Regions from separate parts of the Sus scrofa genome. Here regions 2 and 3 are each linked to region 1. The links are chromatin contacts, called in public Hi-C maps. All regions are on one chromosome and are shown on one strand. The core of a region is the stretch at or near the end of the contact, and the rest is flanking DNA. Distances in the headings are between cores, read along the strand shown. Region 1 has its middle 30 kb from the start of RSPH3. Region 2 overlaps TMEM181 (transmembrane protein 181). Region 3 holds the start of DYNLT1 (dynein light chain Tctex-type 1).

Region 1 (4,184 bases), core at 1,223-3,722:
AGTCACAGAAAGCTTTATTATATATTCTGTAGCTTAATAGCTATGGCCGTTTATCTCAGTTTATTTAGAATAAAGAAAGGCATTATGAAGAGGCCCAAATACAGATTTAATTCCGATAGATCAAATAGCATTTATTGTTTTTTTAGCCATAGTTCCAGAACCAGCCTTCCCCAAGCTTGTTCACAGTCAGAGACCCAAAAAAAAGGTTGCAAATCAGGTGTCACTATCCTGAAAAACAAGTGTTAATGGTATTGGATTGATATCTATAATTCTCCCTTTCAATTAAAGCATATTTACCTCATTGTTTTAGTGATTTCAACTTACAAATTAAAATTTAATAAATTGATAGTTTATATGATATTTTTCTGTTTTGCATAAGCCATGAAAGTAGCATAAATGAAATATGTAAGTTAAAGGTACAGTAATGGCTTTATAAGTTTACTTATAAATAAAATCAACAAGATACTGGAGTTTGAAATTTCAGTTTAAAAACAACATTTAAAGAATTTTAGGGAGTTCCCGTCGTGGCGCAGTGGTTAACGAATCCAACTAGGAACCATGAGGTTGCGGGTTCGTCCCTGCCCTTGCTCAGTGGGTTAACGTGAGCTGTGATGTAGGTTGCAGACGCGGCTCAGATCCTGCGTTGCTGTGGCTCTGGCGTAGGCCGGCGGCTACAGCTCCGATTGACCCCTAGCCTGGGAACCTCCCTATGCCGCGGGAGTGGCCCAAGAAATAGCAAAAAGACAAAAAAAAAAAAAAAAAAAAAAGAATTTTAAATTCTTTTTGAAAAGTTTGAAATGTGAATACATTTTTATTATTGTATGCATTTATAATTTTTATAAATTACAATTTTGTTAAACATTTTTATTTTTTGAAATGATCGTATCTTTAACATTTTGGATTATATTGATATTTATATTAACCACTAGATGTCAGTAAACCCCTAAGGTAAAGTCAGCTTGCCTCCAACTTCATACGTAATTTAATGACCATAAAGAGATCTTGGTAGACAGAGTTCAAAAATATTTTGTACACCTTGGAGACTCTAGACTCGCACTGGATATTTTTTTATCTTGCCTAAAGTCGTCGGCCAGCTCTGTAGGGGTGGCAGTGGGCCCCAGCCTGTATCTTAGATGCTTAAAATAGTGTTGCAAGTACCTGACCTTAGTTGTCTTGTGGCACAGTGGATTAAAGATCCAATGTTGTCACTGCAGCGGCTCGTGTCGCTACTGTGCATAGATTCAGTTCCTGGCCCAGAAACTTCCATATATGTGTGCGCGCCCCCCACCTCCCCGCAAAAAAGAAAAGGATATGACCTTGGCTGTCATATTCTCTAGTCTTCTATCCAATACAGGGTCCTCAGGCTATGGCACATAGTGAGTTATAGTGTGCGGTTCTCATTATTAGAAATTTCTTTTATACTGACTAAGTCAAAATCTGTCCCATTATAACTTATGCTTTTTGGCTTATAAGCTGTTACAAAGTGGCATGGTTATGGTGGAGGGAGACAGAATAATTTTATTACTGTATCAGTCTATCCTATACTCCAGTGGTTTTTCTTTTTTTCCAAGTTTTTCTTTTTCCCAATGACGTATCACCACCTTTCCACTATTCCTCATGTGACATAATTTCAGAGCTTTCTCACTCTCCATCCTGGTTACTGCTTCCTTGAAAATCCTACTTGGTCAAAGCCATCTTCACTCATGTCTCCCAGAATTAGGCGTCTGACTGTAGATGAATCTGACTTAGCAAAGAGTGTGATCTGGACATAACCAGCTCACTTCCTCTAAATTCAGATATCTGGAAACCTCATTTTTAGAATATAGAAGAGAGGAAGCCAAAGTGATTTCTGAGTAGTCACAGTGTCACAAGACCCACACCTCTTGCAGCGGACCATGCAAACCATTCTAACATTGCTACACGGATTCGCTGTTTGATTATTAAGCCCGCAGCGTGTTAGAAGTAGTATACTGACAAGGAGAGAGCTGCTGTAGAAAGATGGTGGGCTAACATTTAGAAGAAAAATAAAGGCAGAATAAAAGCAGGAAAAAATAGTTCACAAGGCGCAGAAGTTTAGGGCAAAAATGGAATATTCCACAGAAGGTCTTGAAACATGTTACATTACAGCACAGTACAAAAATTAATGCTTATGGAAGAAGCACTTCTGGAATGGTGGAGTAAGGACTTCTGAAATCAGCTCCTCCATAAAAGCAATGAGAACACAGGCAAAAATTATCCAAAAAATAACATTTTCAGAACTCTGGAAATTAACCAGAGGCTTGCATCAGTGAAGAGCATTTATTTAAGGAAAATGGCTGAATCTCAGAAGAGTGGCATTTAAACTTGGCCTATTCCCATCTCATTCTTCCCAGCTCCACAGTAGCCTTGAAAACCAACAGACTCAAAACCATGGTAACTGAGAAAACCAGCAGCCCATCAGCCACTGGAGGGAGCAGAACATGCTCGGGGCTCCCTGGAAAAGCCACATCTCCAGAAAACTGTCACTGTTTGACCTCTCTGGCAGCTCCCTGGGTAAGCCCTTTAACAGAGCTTATCTTTATTTGATCTGACTAAGAGCTTGCTAAGTGAGGAAAGTCCTAACACCAGGACTTTTGTTTAAAAAAAAAGAAAGAAAGAAAAAAGAATCAGCAGCACTATTCTAATATCACAGCTGCCCTAGGCAAAAATGCCAGTCAGAGAAAGCAGGAGGCTGGCCAAAACCCTTGAAAAGGAAATCTGAGGAATGAGATGTCCATAGGGGGTTTTGAAAAGCTTCAGCATGTTCCTGGGAATCTACATGTAGGGTGCTTTGTAGGGTTGTTTGCAGGCCCAGGAAAGCCCTGGGAAGGCCCTCTTCTCTCACCCCTGGCTGACCTTGAGGAGCTACACAAGCAGGAGTTAGAAGCTAAGTCAGAGTTGTCAACTGCTGAAATATTGAAGGTGTGAGTCCACACACACAGAGCCCCTCGGCACAGGGCGCCTCAGTGGGATTGATCCCAGGAATGCCAGCTTGGTTTAACATTTCAAATTCAATTAATGTAATCTATCACAAAAATAGGCTAAAAATGAAATATCACATGATCATATCAATAGCTGCAGGAAAAGTGTTTGACAAAAGTCAACATCCATTCATGATTTGGAAAAAAACAAAACAAAACAAAAAAATCTCTCAGTAAACTAGGAATGAGGGAAATTCCTCGACTTGGTAAGGAATATTTACCAAAAATACCTGCAGCTGACACCGTGATGAGAAACTAGAAGCTTTTCCACTAAGATTAGGTACAAAGCAAGGATGTCCCCTCTCACCATTCGTTTTCAATATCATACTGAGTCTTAGCTAATACAATAAAAAGAATATAAGTATATGGCTTGACAATGAAGAAATAAAACAGTCTTTATTCACAGATGACCTGATTGTCTATGTAGAAAATCTGAAAGAACAAAAAAAGCCTCCTGAAACAAATAAGTGATTAAAGTAGGGTGACAGGATGCAAGATTAATATACAAAGTTAATTTACTATATATCCTTACTATGTATCAGCAATTAGCAAATGGGATTTAAAATTAAAACAATACTATTAAAATTAGCACCCCTTGTAAGTGAAGATTGGGGGTATAAATCTAACAAAATATGTGTAAGATTTATATGAGGAAAAACACAAAACTCTGATGAACGAAACCAAACTACTCGATGGAGAAACATTTCATGTTAATGAATAGGATGACTCTGTATTGTCAAGATGTCAGTTCTTCCCAACTTGTTCTATAGGATCAGTGCAGTCCCCATCAAGACTCCAGCTTATTTTTTGCAGACGTCAACAAACTGACTCTAAAGTTTGGAAAGTCAAAAGACCCAGAAGAGCCAATACAGCATTGAAGGATAAGAACAAAATTGGTACTATAACATCAAGACTTACTATAAAACTAATCAAGACAATTTGATATTTGTGACAGAACAGATGAATAGATCAATGGAGTAGAATAGAGGGTCCAGAAATAAACCACAAGTATACTCAGCTGATCCCGACAAAGGGCAAAGGCAGTATAATGGAGGAAGAATAGCCTTTTAGCAGATGGTGTTAGAAGAGCCAGATATCCACATGCAAAAAATGATTCTAGACACAGACCTTACGCCCTTCACAAAAGTTAACTCAAAATGGATCACAGGGCTAAATGTAAAATGC
Region 2 (4,184 bases), core at 1,163-3,662, 340 kb after region 1:
AATCCAACTAGGAACCAGGAGGTTTCAGGTTTGATCCCTGGCCTTGCTCAGTGGGTTAGGGATCCAGCGTTGCTGTGAGCTGTGGTGTAGGTTGCAGACGCAGCTCAGATCCCTGCGTTGCTGTGGCTGTGGTGTAGGCTGGTGGCTACAGCTCCGATTTGACCCCTAGCCTGGGAGCCTCCATATGCCAGGGGAGCGGCCCAAGAAATGGCAAAAAGACAAAAAAAAAAAAAAAAAAAAAAAAAAGAGCAGGCTGGGCGGCACAAGAGCAGGCAGGACAGAGCAACAGCCCTCACTAATCCACCCCCGCCCAGCGGGATCCTGCTGCCACTCTCTCTCCCCCAGCCGGTCCTTCCAACGGATTCTCTTCCAGCTTCTGTCACTTCTCGCCTTTGTTGCCACAGGGCCCCCTGTCACATCCACCAACAAGAGCACTTTGACCCTAACAGGCACTGAAGTCCCGAACACACTTCGGATTTGCAGGCTTTTTTGATTTTTGTAGGCTTTTTATTTGCTGCCAAAGACTTTTTTCAATTTCCAGGTCTGGGCCACTCTGAGCGCTGGACGCAGGTGGCTGGCTGACCTCCAGAGAAGCACACTCCTGGCCCCTTGCTCAACGGGAGGCATCCAGTTGGCCAGCCCCACAGCGGGAACGACCCCTCTCAGGCCCTTCACTCAAACTGTGGTCCCCCAGCTCCCCCTTCAGTTGGAGGAGGTCCGGCTTGGTCTACTCGCTGTCAGTTTAACAGCCACACACACGGCTCTCCAGGAGACACGGACCACAGTCAGTGAATGCCCACCCCACTTCGAGCTCTCTAGGGCCCAGGAACAGGGGTCACACCGCCACACACCACGGGGCCAGCCTACAGGGCAGGCCCAAGGAGACTCGGTCTGTGAGGACCTCTTAAACGCGCTGCTTGTCCCTTGCTAGAGAGTCACAACTTTGTACAACTCCACATGGCATCTGACCGTGCGGTACTCCAGGAGGTGCTGGACACAAAAGCCACAAATGAATGGTGCCCTCTGGAGGTGTGGGGAGGCAGCACTACCGGCCTGTCCCCGCCTGGGGCTTGATTAAAAGAAAGACCTTTAAGACATGCACCTGGGACTGACTTTCTAGGCCAGTCAGGTTTCCTTTGTTGTGCTAAAGTGACCAACCGGAAGTCAGAAACTTGAGCAGGAGGAAAAGCCTTTCCTTCCACCACACCTGTCTGCATTCAGGCAACAGCCGGATCTTGCGTCTCTGGGTCCAGTTAGAGAAATCAACAGAGGTCTACCGCCCCCGAACCCCAAACACGGACAGAAACTCACGCAGTCCCATCCTAAGGCTGCCTTCAAAAGTGGGAACCGGTCCCTAAGCCTGTCACAGACTCTGCTCCACGAGGCAAGGGGACTCCAAGCATTCCTTCTCTGGACCCAAGGGCTAAACTTAATTCTCTTTCTTTTTCAGATGTCCCCTAGGGGAAACCCAGGTGCGCTGCTGCATCAAAAGCAAGCTTTAGGGTTGGCGTCTGTGGGGCTCTGGGCAGGTTTTTTTCCTCATTAAAACCCTAACTTCACAGCGGTAATAGGCCCAAAGTCAGCAGATTGCAAAACTCATAAAGCTGGGTATCCCCAAGATCTAAAGAGGCCGCAGCAGGCTCCCGACGTGCCAGCATCAGCAAAAAGCCTCTGTAAAGTGTCTACCTGGCGCTGGGCTAGATCACAAAAAGCAGTGGGGCGCTCAGGGCGCTTTTAACAGAGGTGAGGACTAGGGCCACTGCGGGGAAGGGGGGTCACCACCTTTCCAGCAGGGAGGCTGGGCGGGGTCTCCGGGAGAGGCATGGAGCTGGCGACGGACGGGGTCACTCGGTTCTCCCGAGCCAGCAGGGCCGGGGCTGACCTGGAAGGGCCCTTCTGGGATGCGCGCCGGGCCAAGGCCGGTCCCGGAACCCCGACCCGTCTCCACTAAGTCAGCCGGGCTGGCAGGCTGGGGGATAGGGGAGGTCCCTACGCCAGGCCACCCCCACGAAGCCCCGGCGGCGCTGCCCTCCCCGGCCCCCCGGGCTCCACGTGGGCGGAGGGCTCCCGCGGAAGGGTTCCCGGGAGCAGGACCCCGGCGCCCCAGTTCCGGGCCCGGGCGCCCGAGGGACCCCCGCCCGCCCCGCCCGGGCGGGCACTCACGGTTCCATCGCGGCGCCCCGGCCCTCGGCCCCGGCCCGCGCCCCAGCCTGCCCGACGCAGCACTGCAGCCGCTGCAGCCACAGCCGCAGCCGGCGCCGGAGCGACAGCGGCCCGGGAGCAGCCGGCTCCTTGAAACTCGTCAGAGCGCGACGCGCGGCCGCGGTCACGCGTGCGGAAGCGGCGCCGCGGAGGGGGCGGGGCGGGGGGCGGGGCGGGGGCGGGCCCGGCTGCGTGGCCGCGGGGGAGGGGCCCGGAGGCCGGCCCTGGGGCGGGGCGTGTCGCACCAGCGCTCCCCGCGGAATGAATGACTTGGGCCCTGGCGAGGGGCAGCACGCTAAGTCACCCGCCCTCCTGCTTCCAGGGCGTCTTAGTCAGGGCTAAGAATGGCATGGGAGTCCCGAGTGCCCTGCGGTTGTCTGAAAGACCCATAGGTGTCTGCATTTTTCCGGGGAAAAGATCTGTAACTTTTCATATTCCGCAAGAGGTTTGTGACCCCAAAGAGGTTAAAAACCAGGGCAAACCTCTGACACCCCCATATGATGAAGACAGAGCTTTCCTAGCTCTTTCTGGCAGGTTCTGCAAACCTTTTTTTTTTTTTTTTTTTTTTTTTGTCTTTTCTAGGACTGTACCCATGGCATATGAGGTTCCCAGGCTAGGGGTCTAATGGGAGCTGCAGCTGCCGGCCTGCACCACGGCCACAGCAACGCCAGATCCGAGCCCCGTCTGCGGCCTACACCACAGCTCACGGGCAGCACGGGATCCTTAGCCCACTGAGTGAGGCAGGGATCTAACCACAACCTCATGATTACTAGTTTGACTCGTTTCTGCTGCACCACAATGGGAACTCCCTGCAAAGCCTTTCTAAACTGCAGCTACCATGGTGTGCAGCTTTTCTGTCCCCAGGACAAGCACTGCCCCCTAGGAAGGATGTGGGTGTGGACCCCACATCCCACCTCCCACAGAGTTGACAGTGTAACTGGTGGGGCAGGTGGCGGGGCTGCTAAGGCCTACAACAGGAGCAAGTGTCCGCAGCCACCGACAGTGGCAGTTGTTTCTACACAATGTTAAGACATCTGCCGACTGAAAGCACTTTTTCTAGATTGGGCATCTTGGCTCACAGTTCTAGAGCTCTGTAATCAAGAACAGATGAAGCCTCTGTTTGGATATTCCCAGATTCTCTTTGGAGCACTGGTTGAAATGTCCCCTGTCCACTGAAGGTCCTGAAATGTTGCTGTGGGTGTATTTAAAGTCAGCCTGCATGGGGAGAATAAAAGACCCTAGCTGCCTTCGTGTGTGTCCTCACTCATTCCGCTGTCAGCAGGCTTGAAACTGGCAGGAAGATGCCACCATGAACAGACAGTCCCTGCCCTGGGGAACTTACAGGCAGGGAAAGCAAAAGCAGAGTGTGACAAGCATGGCTTTGCCACAGTGGCGCTGAGGCAGGGCACCTGCCTCCCTGGGGGAGGGGAGCGGAGAAGGTGGGAGAGAAGGCGTGGGTCCGGGCTGAGCGCTGGCGAGGAGGAGGTGACGAAGCTGGGGCGGGTCACCAGGGAAAGCGACAGCCTGAATCCCAGGTCATTACAAGAAACTCCACTCACACGCTGAATCGAAAACAGAGATTCCGAGAGGAATAACAAGAGATCATTTCTCAAATGATTTTCATAGACTCTCAAAGGAAAGGGCTCTTTGTGACAAAACCAGGGAAGGTGAGCACCAGTACCTGAGGGGACAGGCGGGGAGCGTGAGCCAGCGCGTGCGGTGTCTAAAGGGGCAGCTGCCACTTGGCGCTTTGAAAGAGTCCGACTTCAAATGTGACTTTTCACGTGATAACCTTCTGATTCTAAAATGTTGGAAACGAATTCAAAAAATAGTTTAAACACTGAGGACTAAACAAAACACGCTTGATGGCTGCACTTGTCCAAAGGCAGCCAGCTTTTACCTCCCAGCTGAAGCAGCTTATCTGGTATAGAAATGCCCTCTCTGAGGACCATGCCAGCCGCGTGGCCTCTCCTGAGACATGC
Region 3 (4,184 bases), core at 708-3,207, 280 kb after region 1:
TCCGGAACCTACTCAGAACCTGTTCACTCTTGCTTTGCACATAATTCTAAGACACACAGCTAGTGGGCCTCTGGGGCCACCACAGAGTAGCCGAGGAGAATTAGAAGAGAGTGGGAGGGGTTCCCATGTAGCTCAGTGGTAACAGACCTGACCTGTATCCATGAGCATATGGGTTTGATTCCATGGCCTTGCTCAGTGGGTTAAGGACCTGTTGTTGTGGTGTAGGTCACACATGTGGCTCGGATCCAATATGGCTGTGGCTGTGGTATAGGCTGCAGCTGCAGCTCCAATTCGACCCCTAGCCTGGGAACCTCCAGATGCTGCAGAGGCAGCCCCCCAAAAAGAAATGCCAGACATAGAATCATATGGAGACTGAGGTTCGAGGCTGAAACACTGGAACAGGTGAGCTGAAGCCACATAACAGGAAGAAACCAAAACTCAAAAGAGAGAGAGAGTTAAGAATTGGAGCGAACAGCCTGTCCCCACTGAGCAGGTCCCCTTGCTCAGGTCAGGTGTTCAGGGCAGGGCCCTCTCGTGCCTTTCACTCTCTGCCCTCCTCTGTGCCCCCCTTTCCCACAAGGAGGCAGGCGACTGCACCTCCCTCTACTCAGTTCTCTGCAACTGGGTATAAAGCGGAACTAATGTGTGGGGAGATGAGTCACTCAATACATTTTTTTTTTTGTCTTTTGTCTTTTGAGGGCCGCACCCACAGCATATGGTGGTTCCCAGGCCAGGGGTCCAGTCAGAGCTACAGCGGCCAGCCTAAGCCACAGCCCCAGCATTGCCAGATCTGAGCCGTGTCTGCGACCAACACCACAGCTCATAGCAACACCAGATCCCTAATCCACTGAGCAAGGCCACAGATCAAACCCGCAACCTCATGGTTCCTAGTTGGATTTGTTTCCGCTGTGCCACAATGGGAACTCCTTCAACACATTTTAAATTAAAATATTTACCATGTACAGTGAAAGGGGCAGGGGATACATTGGTGAATAAAATGGATTTTGCCAGCATGGAACTTAGATTCTAGAAGTGGAAACAAGGGCTGCAGATGTGACTGAACGTGGGCTCTACCGCTTCATTCTACCCAGACTCAGGGTGCTGTGGTCAGCCCTTCCTAGGAGGAGGAAGTGGGTTTTAACTCCTGGGATTTGGTGAGGTAAGAAGTGACATTTGACTTCGAAGGCGTGGTTAAAAGAAAACAACAGAGAAAGTAGCCCCAAAGTCAAAGGTCTGAGCCTCACTCACATGCAAGCAGGTGCATAGACCCAGCTATTCCTGGAGAGAATCCAGAGCCCAGAGCAATTACTAATTTTTATAACGACCCTATACAAGTTAAGTGTACGTCTAGGTCATGCTGCTTAAGGCAATCACAAAGTATGCAGCATTTTACATTTTCCAACCAAAAGGCCTTTTTTTTTTTTTTTAATGGTGCTTGAAGAAAAAAAAAAAAAGAATCTCATTTATATGAAAAACTTACCTCCCCCAAAGGAAGGTTTCGTTTAGAACTAAAGTTCCTGATCCTGGATCCCCAAGGGGACTGCAAACACTATCTCAGACTTCCCATCATGTTGAGAAATCACTTTGCAGTCTGTACTAGGTGTCCAAACCCGCTTGAACGTTCAAATTAACCCACCCAGTACAAACTGGAGGGAGGGGCCGGGAAGACTCTCCCCCTCCCGGACTGGCTTGTCCGTTTGTTTTGTTTCAGTTGCAGCGGCCCAGGGAGCTGCCGGGACACCGGGGTGGGGCTCCCGCGGTAAACACCCCCACCCCCACCCCGGAGAACCAGAGCGGCAAGGGCTCATCCCAAATACCCGCCGGGCGGGCCAGGGCGGCACAGGCCCCAGGGTAAGGGCGGCGCCCTAGAGCGGCCTGGGCGGGGCCCTAGGGGAGGGCGGGGCCGGACGCGAGCGCGGGGCGGGGCCTGAGTGCGCCTGCGCAGTGCGCTCCACTCAGGGAGGCGGAGGCGACTCGCAGGAGGGAAGATGGAAGACTACCAGGCTACCGAGGAGGTAACGGCCGTGTCGACGGCGGGAAGGGCGGAGGCTGGGAGTTCCGGGTGCGGGTGGGCGGCGGCCGCCAGGGGCGTGTGCCGGCACCCGGGCTGTGTCGGGATGTGGGGGGCGGCCGTCCCCGGCGCCGGCTGCCTGCAGCGGTGCCCTGCGGCGCGCTTCCCGGCGAACCCCCGCCCGGCGGACTCCCGGCGTCGTTGTCCTGCCCAGGGCGGGGCTCGGGGGCGGGGCGTGAAGGCGCGCGCGCCGCGTGCGTCCCCGGGAGAGCGCGGTCCCTCGCCCCTCTGATTCCGTGTGCAGACCCCGCCCTGGGGTGGGGAAGACGGAGGCCGCTGGTGCGTCCGCTGGCTGAAATTTGCAAGACTCCGCAGTGAGCAGCATGCGCGACCCGCACGTACAGTTATATCTTCCAAGTCCGTCCAGTCGGGCAGATTTGATGCTCAGGCGGTGGGCAAAAGGCACACGTGTACCACAGGAGAACCTGCCTTTGTCTTTGGTTCTACACCTGTTCTCTGCTGGCCTCACTCCCACCCAGGCCACCATACGTACATTTCCGCTTGAGTTTGAGCTGTAGGAAGCTTCTGTTTGTGGGGAAAAAAGCCACCTCTTATTGCCCCAGTGGAGCAGCAGCATAAAGCATACAGTAATTTGCCCAGCAGAAGCCATTCATCGTAACAGTGTGTTGTTACCTGGCTTTGCTTCAAGCTTATGAGCATTCAGGGAATATTATACCAAGGGAACTGCTCTTAGAGAAGAATAAGTTGCCCGTCTTTTTGCTAAATAATTCTTGTTGAAATACAGATGAATGGAGTCCTGTGTATTATGCAGCCTGTCAGAAATAAAAAGTGTAGATAAATACGGTAAGGTTTGATATTTTTACCATTTTCGAAATTTACGCAAGAATGTTTTGAGGGGAAAAGAATATATATGTAAGGCCTAAGGACTGATCTCAGAGTTTCAATTTTTATCTAGTTTCCTACCTAGCACAGCTTTCTGTGGCAATGTCGTCAGCAGTGTTTGAATGATGGTAGCGACCAGGGGTCATTGGGAGAAACGGTGGTTCAGGAGCAGCTAGCCAAGGGAAGCTTTTCCCTGTAAGCTGTTAACTCCTATCATATTGGAAAAAGGCTTGTATGATAGGAATATTGAGTAAAACTTTAAGAAGGAAAATGGCAATGTAGAAAGAAGCCTGGTATCCTGGCATTTTGTTTCTCTGCACCTTATCCTGGCTCTCACCAGGGAGGTGGCTAAGTGACTTCATTATTCCAGATCTCAACTACGTATCTGAGAACAAAGGAGCTGAACGTGATGGGTGTTGTGCGCAGGATAAGGCCCGTGTATCCTTGTCTGCCTTCTAGAGGGCCTGCCCTCGGTATCCACACCACTCCTCCCAACAGCCTCTGCAGAGCAAACTTCATGTAGTTACCTGGAGCTCTGTAACTCTCCTCTTGGTCCATGGTTATCTGTCCTTGGAAGTTGGAACTGCCCAGTGGTTTGTGCAACTGCTGTACTTTCCACTAAAAGCCCATTGAAATGCCCTTCACCCTTTTTCATATTTTAACCGCAGGGACTTTCCTGTATGGTTTAGGGTCACCAAAGTCTCTTGGAAGGAGCCTTTAAACTTTGAAAAATAATTTAACCTCTGTAAGATAACTGCAAATTTTCATTATCTTGGCCAGTTGGCTTTGTCTGCAAGTATGACTTTGGAGGACAGCCAGTGAGGGGGCTTCAGGCAGTCAGCTCTCGACCCTCCTGGATGCACAGGGGCCTTGCTGGAACAGGGCCACGGGCCAGCAGCCCAGCCAGGGGGAAAATTCCCTGCCCAGAGCAGGGTTCTCTGCCTTTATCCCACCAGGATGCTCGTGGACTGAGGCCCCGGGGCTGCCGTGAAGGTATTTCCAGGGCTCAGAGGGAACCTTGTATCCATTCAAAAGTCCCTTATGTAAAAAGAAAGAAAAAAGAAAACTGCTCCTAAATCCTGGCGCCTAGACCTACCGCTCACAGCCTGCCCCCCACCTCATCTTGACACACTGGCGGATACACACTGTGCAGCAGCCGGCTGTCTAGTCCTGAAGCAGGACAACACTGGGACAAAACACCACAGGAAACCATAAAATCATTGTAAGCCATATCACTAATAGTGGTTAAAAAAAAGCCCAAACCCAAAAC

What was found. Hi-C and Micro-C count contacts between places; a contact is called where the count stands out from the background.
Region 2: a contact with region 1 is called in a Hi-C map of embryonic fibroblasts, with 3 times the contacts expected there. The contact joins two enhancer-like sites. A contact is called at or near these places in 1 of 5 promoter capture datasets (liver), 8 of 47 Hi-C or Micro-C datasets (embryonic fibroblasts, fetal heart ventricle, fetal skeletal muscle and 4 more) and 1 of 2 datasets of contacts at active chromatin or transcription factors (alveolar macrophages).
Region 3: a contact with region 1 is called in a Hi-C map of embryonic fibroblasts, with 1.9 times the contacts expected there. The contact joins the promoter of DYNLT1 here to the enhancer-like site in region 1. A contact is called at or near these places in 2 of 47 Hi-C or Micro-C datasets (embryonic fibroblasts and heart right ventricle) and 2 of 2 datasets of contacts at active chromatin or transcription factors (alveolar macrophages and skeletal muscle).

What each region holds. Positions count from the first base shown.
Region 1 is chr1:8,271,194-8,275,377 of Sscrofa11.1, forward strand. No RefSeq gene overlaps it. Among named protein-coding and RNA genes, the nearest start is that of RSPH3, 30 kb to the left of the region's middle. Within about 2 kb of position 2,473, at least 16 of the 83 cell types and tissues checked have an H3K27ac peak or open chromatin away from gene starts, as enhancers often do. A contact at or near this core is called in alveolar macrophages and embryonic fibroblasts, where this site is marked.
Region 2 is chr1:8,607,854-8,612,037 of Sscrofa11.1, forward strand. The region is part of intron 6 of TMEM181 (transmembrane protein 181); the gene reads right to left. Among named protein-coding and RNA genes, the nearest start is that of TMEM181, 32 kb to the right of the region's middle. Within about 2 kb of position 2,413, at least 50 of the 83 cell types and tissues checked have an H3K27ac peak or open chromatin away from gene starts, as enhancers often do. A contact at or near this core is called in embryonic fibroblasts, where this site is marked.
Region 3 is chr1:8,554,126-8,558,309 of Sscrofa11.1, forward strand. DYNLT1 (dynein light chain Tctex-type 1) reads left to right here and starts at 1,958. Exons shown (of 5, transcript NM_001145385.1): 1 at 1,958-2,015. The coding sequence starts at 1,989.